Regions from separate parts of the Cricetulus griseus genome. Here region 1 is linked to region 2. The links are chromatin contacts, called in public Hi-C maps. All regions are on one chromosome and are shown on one strand. Each heading gives the region's core, a stretch centred on a gene start, on an enhancer-like site or on the middle of the called end of the contact. The rest is flanking DNA. Distances are from core to core; before and after follow the strand shown. Region 1 overlaps Agap1 (arf-GAP with GTPase, ANK repeat and PH domain-containing protein 1). Region 2 holds the start of LOC113833598 (atherin-like).

What was found. A called contact is a pair of places that touch in the nucleus more often than the background predicts.
Region 1: a contact with region 2 is called in a Hi-C map of the CHO-K1 cell line, with 3 times the contacts expected there. The contact joins the enhancer-like site here to the promoter of LOC113833598 in region 2. A contact is called at or near these places in 6 of 8 Hi-C or Micro-C datasets (the CHK-Q cell line, the CHL-YN cell line, the CHO-K1 cell line and 2 more).

What each region holds. Positions count from the first base shown.
Region 1 is chr2:441,049,017-441,053,988 of CriGri-PICRH-1.0, forward strand. The region is part of intron 1 of Agap1 (arf-GAP with GTPase, ANK repeat and PH domain-containing protein 1); the gene reads left to right. Among named protein-coding and RNA genes, the nearest start is that of Agap1, 67 kb to the left of the region's middle. Within about 2 kb of position 3,700, at least 1 of the 6 cell types and tissues checked has open chromatin away from gene starts, as enhancers often do. A contact at or near this core is called in the CHO-K1 cell line, where this site is marked.
Region 2 is chr2:440,981,154-440,986,026 of CriGri-PICRH-1.0, forward strand. LOC113833598 (atherin-like) reads right to left here and starts at 3,471. Exons shown (of 3, transcript XM_035441117.1): 1 at 2,639-3,471; 2 at 1,250-1,347. The coding sequence starts at 3,450. The coding sequence ends at 2,701. It overlaps Agap1 (arf-GAP with GTPase, ANK repeat and PH domain-containing protein 1), which reads left to right and starts at 3,319. Exons shown (of 18, transcript XM_027397516.2): 1 at 3,319-3,776. The coding sequence starts at 3,614.

The sequences.
Region 1 (4,972 bases), core at 2,450-4,949, 68 kb after region 2:
GGTCTTGTTTGTGTCTTCACAAAAGAGGGTGCAGAGCAGTGATAAGTACAGTCCAGGCTGAACTTCCCACAGTTCCCTGGGCCCTCTCCTCCATCCCAGACTCATATGTCTGTAGGTAACACCGAGCAAGGGCTTGCATCATGTTTACCTTATCTCAGGTCCATCCCAGTTCCAGACCTTTCCTTAGACACCCCCCTGCCACTCAGCCATGAACACCCACGCTCCACCTGTTTATCCTCATCTAGCGGAATTTATATGACCACAATGCCTGGGCTCTCTTGAAGTCTGTTTTTTGGAAATAGAATGAAGCCACCGATGTCATTTACTCCTTTCTGGTAGTCACATGAAAGAACAGTGCGAAGAAGTGTGTGTGTGAACTTGACTAAACTGTTTAATCTGATGGATTGGCACATTGCCCTGTCAGTTGCAGTTAGTGGATTCCGTCGGTGCTTCGTGTGCTCTGTCTTTTGCACCACAGCCCTAGCTCCAGCCATCATGCTGCAAGCACTCTTAGTTACCTGTGGCTGGCAGCTGTGGTGCTGAACAGGCTGCAATGGCAATCTCAACTTCAGCTCCCAGCGCTTGCTAGAGATCCTGCTGCCTGCTGCCTGCTCACCTGAAGTGCTCATTGACCATATCCCTGACCACTTGCAGGCTGGAGGTGTCTGAGAGTTCCTTGCTGCCCAGAATGTGACTGAGCAGCTGGTGGCCAGCAGACAGTTTAGCTGTTCCTTTTTACCCCTGTGACTTCTCTTTGGCCAATGAACTCTTGAACATCCCCGGCAATGGCCAAGTGGAGAGAGTGTGTCGTCATCCCCTCGATGGCTCTGCTAATTGAGCCAGTGAACAAAAAGTGCATTCAACAGCCTTGTTTGCAGCCCTCCTCCAGGAGAGAGTAGGTTTGCTATTCCTGACATTCGATCCCCCTTTCAGCGCTGCACAAAAGCCTCATGTCTATAGGCTTGGACCTAATAGATTGCCTTTGTACTGAATGGAAAGACAAAACTAGCAAGGACTGAACAGGGCGCTCTCTTTCTCTGCCTCTGTCTGTCTGTCTGTCTGTCTCTCTCTCTCTCTCTCTCTCTCTCTCTCTCTCTCTCTCTGTGTGTGTGTGTGTGTGTGTGTGTGTAAGTGTAAGTGTGAAAGAGGCTTCTGGCCAGAGAAGAGCACACTGTGCTCAGGGGGCTTGACTTGCACCAGAGATCATCCCAGGTACCCAGCAATGTGGGTGACATCCATCAAGACTAGCCCTCATGGGAAACAGGTCTCAGTGTTGTCCTGACTAGAGGTCCAAGGACCCAGGTAAGAGCAGAGAATCTCAGAGGAAGCAGGATTCTGGGAGCTGCCCAGAGCTTAGCTGCACAGGTGAGGAAGCCATAGCCTGAGGCACCATCAGACAGACCCTGGATGAGTCATGCCCCACACTTTCTGTGGCAAGCACCCATGGCCAAGAGCTTGAGGAGAAGCCTCTTTAAAAACTGTATCAAACATCAATTGTGGATGAGCACCCCTTCCCCCAGTCAGTCTCAAAGATTAATAAAAATATTACATTGTAAAAACAAAACAAAACAAAACTGTAGTACCCACAACTCATATAAACGGTCAATGGACTGTATGTTTAAAAAAATTGTAAGGATGTAAGTTCTATGTCATGTTTATGTTGTATTTACCAAGTTACAAAAGCTGTTTACATACGTTTGTATGTTCTGTCAGCACGTTGCTTTCAGGGGCTAGGGTCTGTAGAGCACACTTGTGCAAACCCTTCTGCCTGCCAGACCTGCTGGTAGAAGCAGAGGTATCATTGCAGTATTCTCATCTCTCTACCTTGCTTAGGCCACGTCTTGGGGAGAACTTGGGGTTCCATCATGACTGGCTGAAGTTCAGAGACCCCCATCTGAATCAACTTGGAAGGAAAGTGAGGAAGAAAAGGCCCCACAGTGAAAGGCGTGTGGGTAGCACTCGGGCTCTAGAGGGAGGGGCATGGAAGAGCTGTAGCCTAAGGCAGAGACTAGAACCCAGGGTGGACAGCCTCCAGGAAACTAGGGAGAGGTGAGAGCCTTCCTGAAGAGCAAGGCCATGTTCCTTGAGTGTGGACTTCCTGGCCTCCAGGCCCGTGAGAATAAATTGCCCTTGTTTCAGTTGGGTTGGTTCATTGCTGAAGGCCTAAAACCCCAGCAGCCGCTTGCAGCTGTGCGCTTCTGTCCATAGCTATCCACAGCTACCCACAGCTTTTGACTCCACATCTTTGTGCTCTCTCCATCTGCACTCTCTGCTACTAAGTGGTCTCTGTACGACTTCTCAGAGGAACTACAGAGGCCACTGGGTATCTTACAGATCAGACATGGCCCAGCCACAGCTTGAAGAAGCCCCTGACAGACACACACTGTGGGTCATTTCCCCTCTTGCCCTGAGCTTCTTTCTCCTTGCCCTTCCCTTGGCCTCTCTCACCAAGCCTCTTGTGGATTTCCTCCAGCAGTGGCTTTGTGAGTGAGTGAGTTCTGGAGACCTTTCTCCCACTTTACTGTTGAATTGTCACACTTCCTGGTCATTCAGATGTTACCCTATAGCCATCTGAGTGCATGTGTGGCCTCAACCAACACAAGTTTGTTATCTTAAAGTTCTGGGAACCAGGAGTATAAGATGCGCCTTGTATCTTACAGGGCTGTATCAAAGGCTGTGGTCCTTCAGGGCTCTAGGGGAGCTTGCACCGGCCTCTCCCAGCTGTTCCTGCCTTGCCTTACAGTTCTCCTCCTCCCCCACCCCTGCCTCTGCAGCCGTGCAACCCTCTCTGACCTGTAACAAGTCTTTCTCTGTCCTACCAGCTCCCAAATAATGACAAGGAGACTTATTACTAATTATGAAAGTTCAGCCTCTAGCTTAGGCTTGTCCCATTGGCTCTTACAATGTAAGTGAACCCATTTATATTAATCTAGTTTTTGCCTCATGACTTTTTACCTCTCTTCCATCTTGGACCTCCTGTTTCCTCTCCGACTCCTCTGGCATCTCTCCTACACCCAGATTCACCGCCTCTTACCCTCTGTCTGCTGTAAGTCTTGCCTGGCCTCTTCCTGCCTAGCATTGGCCATTCAGCTCTTTATTAAACCAACCGGAAGGAACCTTGGCAAAAACACATCTTCACAGTGTACAAAAAGATTATTCCACAGCACCGAGCCTCACCCACCTCCCTCTCCTAATGACCTGAGGGTTACTTGGGGTCACTGTATGGCTCAGAGTCATCAAAAAAGCTCCAGCTTAAAAACTTTTAAGCTGTGGGAAGTGATTTTTATCACAGGCTCTGTGCTGGGCAGCTGTCTGAACATCTGTAACCCACTTAACTGTCTTTTTGCTTTGTTAAAGACATGTATGTAGAGTCCAGCTGCAGGTTTGTTCTCCTGCCTCATTCCATTTCAACGCCCATCCTTGTCTTCCTTCCCCTTGCCCTGTTCCCCGTGTACAGACACGTCAGAAAGGAAGGCAGGTTCATTGTCTGGGTCTACTGGACAAAGCTGAGGTCACCGGCGAGTTGTTAAGGAGCTGCAAGTGCAGTGACAGTCAGCCCTGTCCTTGTATTCCAGGGTGGCAGCTGTCACTCAGGCATGTTTAGACAAGTTTCTGACAGATGAAGTATGGGGTGTGTACTGGCTAGTTTTATGTCAACGTGACACATGCTAGAGTCATCAGAGAGGAAGGATCCTCAATTGAGAAAATGCCTCCGTAAGGTCTGACTGTAAGACATTTTCTTAGTGACCAGGGAGAGGGCCCAGCCCATTGTGTGTGGTGCTGTCCCTGGCTGGTGTCCTGGGTTCTGTACGAAAGCAGTCTGAACAAGCCATGAGGAGCAAGCTTCAGCAGCTCCTCTCCTTGACCTCTGCTTCAGCTCCTGCCTTCAGGTTCCTGCTTTTAATGATGACCAGTTGTATGGAACTGTGAGAAAAATTAACTCTTTCCTCCCCAAGTTTTGGTCATGGTGTTTTATTACAGGGTTAGGAGCCCTAGCCCAGACAGGGTGTGAACCAAGAGAAGTTTGGAACTTCAGTGACCAACTGGTTCAATGCCGATGGTTTGGGGAGTGGTGAACAGGAGGCTGCCTAGGACTCTGGAGAGAGCAGTTTTGATGTGTGAGCAAACTGACCACTTGTGGGTGTGGCACATTCTTTAATCAGACTACACACTCACCCCAGGGACAGGTCCCTGATAGGAATTCGGTCTCAGCTGTTGAGGGAGGACCTGAGAGTGGCAGCTTTCTCTGGAACCCCTGCTGTTAGAGTTGTCATTCACATACAGGGCACACCCGTGAATGGATGACTTGAGGAAACTCCCCGTGCTAGACTCAGAGAAGAGCCAGAGCCCAGGTTTAAGTCCCACACTTCATTTACCTGATTGAACTCTTGCTGTGTTTGATCTTTGTGCTGCTGATAATGGAAATGCTCACCAGATCTTCCCTTGTTTGGAAAAGCCAGGGGCTCGAATCAAATAATTTTTGAGCATTTGTAGAGAGAACGTAATACCCATATGTAACCATGGGGACAGTAACAGAATCACTCCTGTCCCCCTTGTCCACCGAGCTCGCTAATCTGCTGTCTACTTGTAAAGCCTCCTGGGTGGAAAAGGAGAGTCCAATGGAAGGTGAATGATTCTTGTCTTGAGCTCCAGACAGCTGGTGAGTGAAAGGCAGCCAGAGACGCAGCTGCAGCTGTCGTTGAGCTGTGCTCCTGCCAAGGCAAAACAACAGGTATGAGGTTGGGATTCCGAGCTCAGCCTGAGCGGCCCCTGCTGTGTGTGCTTGGCATTCTTTGAAAGGATGGAAAGACACCCATTTTGTTTTTAATCTTTGCCGAGGGGTGCTGTCCTCTGAGTGTTTGTGGCTACTTGCAAGAGACCCTCAGGATAGGGCTTGTTGACGGTTGACATCCCGTCATAGTAGAAGGGGTATGGGGGGGTCATTGGGGCCTTACCTGATCTCAGTGTCCCT
Region 2 (4,873 bases), core at 2,221-4,720:
CTCCAGGGTCCCAGTGTTTCATTCCTAGAAAGTAGTGTGATTTTTACCTGCGAGGAGGTGACACACTAGTACTGGTGAACAGGGATGGCACTTCCTACAAGGTATCAGGGAAGGTCTCCTGAGCGGGTGGTTTTAGAATGAGCCCATGTAGGAAGTGGGTGTGGCTGGGGAAGGTTTTGAGGGGAGATGCTCCTGACTGGTGACGACTGGTGTCCTCAGAGGACAGGAAGGAGGTTCGTGTGCCTGGAGATGCTAGGATGGGGTGGAAGCAGAGGGTGGTCTAGTGAGAGAGGTTCTCCTACGGCTGAATTGTGTCCCCTCAGATGCTGTGTTGAAACTCTAATCTCCATGACCTCAGAATGGACATGAAGGAGTGATTCTTTAAAGAGGCAATTAAGTAAAGATCAGGCCAATAGGGATAGCCCCAATTCAATAGGACTGATGTCACTCAATGTAGAGATCAGAATGAGGACACAAAAGACATTGGGTAAGGACACAGGGAGAAGACTTTTATCTCCAAGTTGAGGAGGGGCCCATAGGAGACTCCAACCTTGCTGACACCTTATTCTTGGATATCTTCTGTTGGAGTTGTGTGGTCTGTGGAGCTTTGCCATAGTTGCTTGAGCTCCAGAGGAGGTAGGCCCTGAAGCCCAGAGTTCCTCTTCTGACATCTATACCCATCTATACCATGTCTGAAGGACATGGATTCTTACAACCAGGGTTCAGTTCATATGAAGTCACCTAGTACCACTTGGCCCCTGATGCAAGCCTGTATGGCTTGGAATTCAGTTTATGGGTACATAAAACCATCACTACTCTGTCCACTGCTATTGCTATGAACAACGAAGTCTTGTGTCCCTGGGATTGTGATAGGCCAAGTTATAAGCTTAGTAGGAGAATGCACACTGGAGATGTAGCTCAGATATAGACTGCTTGCTCAAAGCCTTGGGTTTGATTCCAGCCCATAAAGTCGGTGTTGGTGGTACATGCCTATAACCTTAGCATTTGAGAGGTGGAGGCAGGAGGATCAGAAATATAGGTCAACCTGGCTATATAGCAAGTTGGAGGCCACCCTGGGCTATGTGAGTCTCAAAATGAAAACAAAACAAAAAACACTAGGAGGAAAGTGAGATTCTGCTCAGCTCTTGGTTATAGTGCAAGCCAGGAGGGCTCTGGGAGCCAGAGAGGATGGGTGGCATTGGAGGAGGGTTTAGAGCAGAGAGCCATGGCTTAGGCTTACAAAGCTCACCAGGATTATCTTCTCCAGAATGGTCATCGAGGAGACAGGAAGGAGGCAGATCCCTAGGTTAGTTCTCCATCAATAGTTCAGAGGCTGGGTAGTCAATCCTTCAAAGGGTGATGGAAAGTGAGAAGCTTCAGTATATTTCAAAGGCTGAGCTGACATTCCGGGATGGAAGGGGACAGGAGACAAAAAGGACCACACTGAATTTTCAGATTGGTGAACAAAGATGTGTACTGCCTTGGGCTGGCATGGGGAGATGTTTACAGGCATGGGGAAGATGTCCCACTTATTTATTTTTAAAGGCAGGGTCTCATCTTCAGTCCAGGCTGGCCTTGAACTCACAAGCAATCCTCCTGTTTTGGTCTCACGAGTGCTGAGACTACAGGCTTCCCAACATGAGATAATCAATATTCAACCCAACAGTTGGGGGTTGGGGGAGAAGACGTGGGACAGGTGGATATGTTTGGTGCTCAGGGGTGAGATCTGGGTTAGCATCAAACTCTTCAAGATATTCGAAGCCCTAAGACACACAAGTAAAATAGGTCTAAGGACAAGTCCCAGGGCCATCCATATTTAGCAGTTAGTGAAGTAAGAACCCCCAAAGAGATTGAGAAGCCAGATGTGGGGCAGTGGAGGCCTGGGACGATTTCTCACAGATTTGGGGTTTCAAGCTGGGGGTAGGGACAAATTGCTAACAGTAGATAAAGTCACATGCTGGCATCTCTATTAGCGTTATTGCTAAAGGCAAAGTCAGAGGCAAGGTACAGAACAAGCCAGGGCCTCTGCAGTGTCAGGAACAAGGAAGGCTGAATTATCCAAAGTGTCAGTACACCTGCCTGAAAAATACTGAAACCCGAAAGAGAAACCAGAAACAGCTTGGTGTCTAGGTCTCTGGGCTGCTCATTAGCTTGAATTTGAACCAGTTAAAGCACAGGACACTTGAATCAGGGATGTGGGGCTATTTATGAAACACCCCTGGATGGAGAGACAGGGACTCCGCCATAGTGCACAGACCCAGGACTCGGGCTTGCTCTGGATCCCTGGAAATCTACAGTATCTTATTCACTTGGAAACGTTGGAATGAGCTCTCAGCTGCAGTGCGGTCCAGCTTCTTGGGCTGCTGGGCTGAGCTCAAGTGGGGTTAGTGTGAGGTGAGCCTGCAAGGGGCCAGGGCAGAACAGGCAGCGCTCGGGGGACTGCAGCTTGGAGGCTACAACTCAGCTGTGCAACGTTTTCGTGGGAAAGACTGCCTAGAAGCCCCGCGTGGAATCCCGTCTCTCTACCATCCCAGCCTCAACTTCAGTTTATTGACGAAGCGTGGAACCCCGTGTTTGCCACGGGAAGGGAAGCAACTCTCTTGCTGGGTTCAGAAAAGGAGGCAGAAAGTTGACAGACCCCGGTAGTCGCAGAGGCTCCTCAATCGCTCTGGTGGCAAACAAAAGCGCGGGCGGACCGGCTTATACTCCACCTTCCCGGTTCCGAGACGCAGGGGTTGGCACGGAGCAGCGGGGACAACCGAGAAGGCCCAAGGAGGTCAAGAATACCTCGCAGATAGGGCCGCGAGAGTGGCGCCCGGGCGCCCCGCGGGGCCCGCCCAGCGCGCTGCAACGCGAGCGCAGAGCGCACCCCACGCGCGCGGGCCGGCCGGCATGACGGACTACAAGTCCCAGCAAGCCCAGAGGCAGCGCGGGGCGGGGTCTGGCGCAATTCCCCGGGATCCGGCGCGCTGGGAAGCGCCGCGGAGGACGCAGCGGCGGCCGGAGGGCGGCGAGCGCGGGCGGGGGCGGGCCGACGTGGGCCAGGGCCCTGCGTGCCAGGGAGGGGCTGGCCGGGCAGCGGCGGGCGGCGCTCGGAGCGGTCTCCGCGGCTGGCAAGGCGCCCACGGCTCGGTCCCGGCTCGGCGGACGGCGCAGGGCAGCCGAGGGCCCCGGCGTGCGCGGTAGCGCGGCACTCACAAGCGCGCGGACCCAGCCGCAGCCGTGCGCCCCGGAGCAGAGCGGCCACTGCTCGGGGGCCTCGGCCCCGGCGCTCATAGCGCCGCGCTGCTCCCTGCGCTTTAATGGCTGCTCGGCCGGCCGGCGCGTAGGGGTGCAGGCGGCTGCGGCGCGGGAAGGCGCCTGAGCGAGCCTCCTCCGCGGCCGTTCGCGCTCCATGGCGCCGCGGTCTCCCCGGACGGGCCGCTGACCCGGGACGCGCTTCCCGGCCATGAACTGAGCCCCTCTAGTGCCTCACCCTCGCCTTTCTTTTTGCGCCTCCTCGGCTCCGTGCTCCCCGGGGGCTGCGGCGCCCCGGGTCTCGGTAGCCCGTGGGCTCCGGGGCGCCGGGTGGCGGCGACGGGGGGCGCGCGGCTCTGGGCGCCGTGCTTGCACCATGAACTACCAGCAGCAGCTGGCCAACTCGGCTGCCATCCGGGCCGAGATCCAGCGCTTCGAGTCGGTCCATCCCAACATCTACTCCATCTACGAGCTGCTGGAGCGCGTGGAGGAGCCGGTGCTGCAGAACCAGATCCGGGAGCACGTCATCGCCATCGAAGGTGAGGGCCAGACCGCCCCGGGGCTTCTGGAAAGCGCGGGGGAGCGGGCGCCCCTGGCGCGGCGGGGTGTGTGCGCGCGTGTGTGCGTGCGTGTGTACACACGCGGTTGCCCGGCCGAGAGAGCACTGCGGTGCCTCTTGCCCCGCAAGGCCGGCGGTGCAGCCCAGCCTGCCAGGGAAGATGGATCGTCAGTGTTCATTTGATAATGGACAATAGAGTCTCTCCTGTGAGAAAGTGGCACTGTGCCGCTGCATCCTGGGCCGCCCGCATGTCCCGTTCCGGGCCCAGCCGACGCCTGGGGGCAGCTGCCTGGGATGGCGCCACTCGATCCGTGACAGGTTATCAGGCCTGGCCTGAGCGTCTTGCATGGACGTTGAAGATGTGTTTTGAGAAGCGCTGCTGCTGTGGGTGCTGTTCTGGCCAGCCTGCTCAGTTGCTTCATGGCTGCCCTTTTCCCCAGTTCTTGGATACTGGAGAGATATTTGGACCTGGAGCATGTAGGGAGCCGGTGGGACCCAGGCAGCATCATGTCCCAGGGCAGGTCTGCCTGCCCTCGTGCAAACGCTGGGCGTTTTGAACCAAAGTCCTGGGTCAAATTATGACCCTTCTAGGGAGACAGGACTCCTCCACATTCTCTTGCTAAAGGGGACAGACACTTTGATACACCTGCCACTTGGGGGCCACCCATGAGGAGGAGGAAAAGTGGGTGATTCTGCTGCCTGTAAGCCTGTGTGTAGAACACTGTTCTGACCCCCAGTGCCAAGCAGGGCAGTAGCCCTGCAGGAGACGATATCCTGGCTTGTGTTCTCTTTGGACCACTAATGGCTCCCCTGTCTCTGCTACTAGGTGCCTGAACAGTTTCCTTGTTTTGTTTCTCTGGCCCTGCCATCACTTACCTGGGGGGAGCAGGTGGTATGTAAGTGGGTAATGTGGTCTCATAGTCCAGCCGGTGGATTAGCAGCCTGTCCTCTTGAGTTGCTGTTGGCCAGTGACAGTGAAAGGCCTGCAGGTGGCTTGTCCTAGTATAGTACTGTGCCTGCCAAAGGCTGGTGAGCCCTCCGTTGAGGAGCATGGGAGCCTTCCAAGTCCAGCAGGAG